Linked DNA regions of Gossypium raimondii: region 1 is linked to region 2. A link is a contact called in public Hi-C data. All regions are on one chromosome and are shown on one strand. The core of a region is the stretch at or near the end of the contact, and the rest is flanking DNA. Distances in the headings are between cores, read along the strand shown. Region 1 holds the start of LOC105773176 (polyadenylation and cleavage factor homolog 4). Region 2 holds the start of LOC105773786 (homeobox-leucine zipper protein MERISTEM L1).

Region 1 (2,700 bases), core at 139-2,638, 140 kb before region 2:
CTAAACCCTAATTTAATTGATTTTTCTAATCCAATTATGAAAATTTATAAATAATTTAATTGACAAACCCTAAACTAGAGGTGTTCATGGGTCGGACAAAAAATATAGGAGGGTTCGGGTAAAAATATAGGCCCGAAATATGAGTTTGGGCAAAAAATCGAGGTCCGTTTAGAAAACGGGCCGAGCCTCGGGCACCACTTTTTTGGCTCGAGTCCGGCACGGCCCGGCCCGAATATATAATAAATAAATAATTTTTATTCTTTAATTTTAAAATACTTTTTTTATTCTTTTTATATTTAAAATATTTTTTTGGTGTTTATTAAATAATGGGGTGGGGCGGGGCGGGGCGGGCTCGAGCTTAGAAATTTTTTCTCGCGCCGGGCCTAGACAAAATTCCAGGCTCATATTCGGGCCGGGCCGGCCCTGGGCCTAGGAAGCGGGCCAAATTTTTTTGGGCCCGGCCCTAACCAGGCCCTGCTTGGCCATGAACACCTAAACCCTAAACTCTAATCACTTATTTATTTAATTTTTAACCCTAAACCTTAAACCCTAAAGCCCAAAAACGGGCAAAACGCTCCCTCAGGGACGCGTTTTCCTGTCACGTACCCTGACATCGCGCTGACGTGGACACGCTTTCAGGGAAATGGGCCAATTCCGGTAAATAATTATTTATCGGGCCCATTTAGGTAAATTTAAAAGAAATGGATTTTTATGTGTAATTTGCCCCTGATTCTTCAATTGACAATAATTCCGAATTTGATTCTTGGATAATCTTTACCCATGTTACTTATTAAAAAAAACCTTAAACAATGTATGATTTTATATTATTGTATGAGTATAAGATTGATATGTTATTTGTGTACCTTTTCTATTAAGTTTTTAAGCGATAAGCTAATGATGTCTTGGCATTGTGGGTTAAGGCGGATGCTTTGAGTATTTGAGCATTTAAATTTTAATCACGTTATGTGTAATTATAATGTGTGGGTCTTTAATTTTATGTATATAAATGATGTATGAGTTTTGTCTAAATTCTTTTCAGTTTTGCCTAATTATTTTTAATTATTCGCCTGCTACATTTTATAATTACTAACTCGAGCTTATTATTGTATTCCATTTGTAACTGTAAAAAACTTTAAAAAGAAAAGTTTTCAAGCGATAATAACCGTGGGATTCTTTCAACAATTACTTGACCATTAGATTTAGCATTATTCTCTGTATCCCTGCTCACGGGAAATCAGAGTATCTAAGCTTCTTAAAAGCCTCCACGTCACTGGGAATCTTGTGGGCCCCATATTACCATAAAAAACTTCATTTTATTTCAACCGTGGATTAAACCAAATCTAGGAAGTCCTTTTTTTTTTTTTAATAATTATTATCTCCCCTCATCTCAGCGAAAAAAAATAAAGAAAAAAAGGGAAAACGAAAAGTACCAGACTCTCGTATTTGTAACACACTAAAACAGCATCTGTTTATTGTTCGATGCTGGCAACAAAAACCCTAATTTAATCAGCATCGATTCACGATGGGCCGCAAGCCCTAATACCTTTACCGTTTCGGCTACTTTTTCTCTGATACATGTATGGAATCAGAGAAAATCCTACTTTCCCGAGAAAACCCTAGAAAATTTTCATCTTTTTCCTAAACCAATAGCAACAGTAGCAATAGCAGCATGGCCATATCCAATGAACTAGCCCAAAAGCAACTACCGTCGATATCGGAACGGTTCAAGGCTTTATTGAAGCAACGGGAAGATGAGCTCAGGGTTTCCGGCGGTGTTGCTGATGATGATGGGGCAACGCCGACTACGGAGGAGATTGTTCAGCTTTACGAGGTTGTATTATCGGAACTAACTTTCAATTCGAAGCCCATAATTACTGATCTCACGATCATTGCCGGTGAACAGCGAGAGCACGGCGAAGGCATTGCCGATGCTATTTGCGCACGAATTATTGAGGTTAGTTAAAATTAGGTTTTCCGTTGTACCTGACAAGTAATTTGAACATTTAAAAATTTAATTTCAAATTTATTGCTTTCAGGTTCCAGTAGAGCAAAAACTTCCTTCGTTATATCTATTAGATAGCATTGTAAAAAATATTGGCCGAGAATATGTTAGGTATTTCTCTTCCCGTTTGCCAGAGGTGAGTCATTGCCAACCTTTTTGATGAAGTTCTTTTCTTTGCTATTAGCTTGATATAGATTATCTTATTTTATTTTTCATTCTTAGGTATTTTGTGAGGCATACAGGCAAGTTAATCCTAACTTGCATCCTGCAATGCGACATCTATTTGGCACATGGTCAACAGTTTTTCCGCCTTCCGTGCTACGTAAAATCGAGATGCAACTGCAGTTTTCTCAAACGGGGAACCAACAATCTTCTGGAGTAACTTCCTTGCAGTCTTCTGAATCACCTCGTCCAACACATGGCATACATGTTAATCCTAAGTACTTGCGGCAGTTTGAACAACAGTCAGGTGCAGATAGTGTAAGCTTTCTAATGGAAAACTCTGTTCTTCACATCCTCTATTTTATTGGAATATATGCTCTGTTCTGTAGTCTTATGCACATTCACTATTTAGGATATCACTGCAAATCATGTTCTTTTGAGAATTTATTTGAATCAGATGTTGCTAGCAGTTATAGATCCTTCTGGACAGAATTGCTTTTGGTACTGAAGGACAATTACAAGCTGAATTGGATTTT
Region 2 (2,700 bases), core at 164-2,663:
TCAGGGTGAGGGCATTCCTTAAAGAATCTGAGCAACAAAGTGTCCAAAGAATCAATTCCCCAAAGAAGAACTAGTCATGTTAATCTTTCTTATCTTTAAGTAAGAGGAAAAAAAAAAACAAGACTTACGCTTCCATCTCCTGGATTTGATGCTGGGTATGACGATGATAACGCTTCTTTTTAGGGCGTTGGTCAGGATCTTGATCATCTCCAGAGGGAGCATCCATAGTTTCATTGACTGATTTGATCTCATAATCATCATCCCTGATCTTCCCCATTAGTTCACTTTCCGAGGTCTTATGAGACATGTCGAACATATGGGGACTCTCAAATAAGTTGGGGCTAAACATGTTAACAAAGTGCTCGAATGGCGACGGTATGGATATTCTGGGTTCTGCCGAGAGAACATACACAAGTCAAGCAAACTAAAATAAAGGGGGAAAAGGGTTAAATAAACTGTAGAACAGTAACGAAAGACACAAAATGTAAGTACAAAGTTAAAAAAGTCAAAACCAGTGCATGACAATGGAATCGTAAAACATTTGAAAGGCAAATAAACAATGGAGCTGTAAACCATATACCATCTCTCTTTCAAAGAAAAAAAAGGTCTAGTTCGCTTATCGAGAAGGATTTTTCTTTGAATATCTTAATAACCAACTGCTACTATATTTAAAGGTAGCATATACTTCGAAGATTAAAATGATGGATTAGTCGAAAGCTTATCCTAATCTATTCCCATGGGAAAAGTGAAAGAACCTCGGAGAAATAAAATGGGCAGCAAAAGTTGGGGAAAAAAAGGAGGAAAGAAAATTACCGTATGGATTATTTGGAGAAGGGGACTAAGAGCTTAGGGCAACTATTTTCTTGTCTTAAATGCAGTGGTAAGCTGGTCACTAGAAACCTCATGTTGGGAGACACAGATAGCCATTGACCTTTAAAACCCTAACCAGCAGCAATACATGCTACACATATCAGTCTCTTGCTTGTTAGATTCTTGGCCCCGCTTTCCTATATTGGTGGTATTTAGGTTGATTTTGATAGAAAGTCCCCACAAACCAAAGATTACAAACACTTTTTGCACTCTCTCTTGATTCTCAGCAAAGCTTTATAAGCGAATATATGAAAGAGAGAATGGCAAATGGTGTGAACACAGATCGGGTGCTATAAACAAGCTGGTCCAGGGAAAGAAATAGGTTTCGTGAGTAGAGACTTTTTACAGGGCCGTATAGGCAAAACAAAAGAAAGCCCTTTTGAACATTGTTGAGAAAGATTAATGAAAGGAGGTTTTAGGGTGGTTTTTAAAAGTTTGGGGTCACTGGTTTGACAGAGACCTACCTTGAGAGAGAAGAGGGTTAAAGTCTAGAGAGAGAGAAAGGGGTTTGAAGTTCCAAGGGGGGGGGTGAGGAAAATGAAGAGAATTGAAGAAACAGGTGGAGAGGATGTGGCAGCTAAGGAATAAATAGCAGAGCCCATCGAGAGGGTGCAATAGCATTTATGGTGGGTGAGAGGTGTAATTGCGAGTGATGGAAATAAAAATTATAGAAAGAGAAAAACATCTCCCCTTCCCTTCCCTTTCTTTAAATTAACTTTGTAAGCTTTCAACTAGTTTTCAGTGTCTCAGCTCCAATATTGATAGGTTTTACTAATAAGCATGCACGTATAGTATATATATCGGTAGATAAGGAAGCTAAATACATTTGGCAATAGGAATTATATTTGACATCAATACAAAAGTAGAATTTCTATCTCAATTAACTTGGGGAACATCATAAATTTTTAAATTAACAGGAATATTTCTTCCTAATGTTGCCATGAAATCTGCAGTGCATATATAGTATGAAAATTTTAAATTTTTATAAGATAAAAGGTATAATTAATATCTCACCAGTTTAAATCATATCAGTTAATGACTACTTTCAAATATTTATTGTTTTTTTTGAATTAAATATTTGATTTATATATGTAGAATATTGTACTAGTTAATTTCCCCATCAAATTACATGAAAAGCAAATTAGAGCTGCTGCTAGAATAACTTGAATATATTTAATCTTTCGGCTTGCTCTCAAATCTTCCAAGAAATTATTGATTCTGAAGGATACAGGCTATGGTCTGCATTTGCAGATTTCAGACGCATTATATATCATGTCTATGCATGCATGCCTACCAAAATCTATGTGGTGTAAATCTCATAATTTCTAATCAAATTTAATCTCGTCTCTTCCTTTTGACAGATATGCATACGTGTAATCATATCCGGTCGGTATATGAACTAATCCAACTCATCTGTGATCTGTTTTATGTATTTATTTACTTTTATTGCATTAATTATCGACAATGAAAGGGTATTGCAGATTGCAAAACTCAACAATTAAATATTAAAAAATGTCTAAGCAACTCTCTCCTTCTTTGCCACCGTCTGTTAACGAAGACGATGGGGATTCCCATTCTGTTGAGGACCGGACCACCAAGAAAGTGAGATTTAAGGGCGGAATTGATGAGGCATCAGTAGATATGGTCGTCGACCCTGATCTGATTTCAGCACCCTCGTGGAAGGATAAGCTTTTGGATGGAGATCCGAATCATTCCATGATGGACCGCAATGTTTCTTCCTTTGGAAGAGATAGTGCAAGTGATGGAGATTTTGATTTATTAGCCGGCGACGTGCAAACATCTATCGTTAATGGGGTTCCGGCCATTAGT

What was found. Hi-C and Micro-C count contacts between places; a contact is called where the count stands out from the background.
Region 1: a contact with region 2 is called in a Hi-C map of leaf, with 2.8 times the contacts expected there. The contact joins the promoter of LOC105773176 here to the promoter of LOC105773786 in region 2. A contact is called at or near these places in 2 of 2 Hi-C or Micro-C datasets (both in leaf).

Annotation. Positions count from the first base shown.
Region 1 is chr6:50,655,157-50,657,856 of ASM2569854v1, reverse strand. It overlaps LOC105773176 (polyadenylation and cleavage factor homolog 4), which reads left to right and starts at 1,388. Exons shown (of 7, transcript XM_012594874.2): 1 at 1,388-1,954; 2 at 2,037-2,138; 3 at 2,225-2,482. The coding sequence starts at 1,670.
Region 2 is chr6:50,514,811-50,517,510 of ASM2569854v1, reverse strand. LOC105773786 (homeobox-leucine zipper protein MERISTEM L1) reads right to left here and starts at 1,413. Exons shown (of 12, transcript XM_012595910.2): 1 at 814-1,413; 2 at 129-393; 3 at 1-27. The coding sequence starts at 349.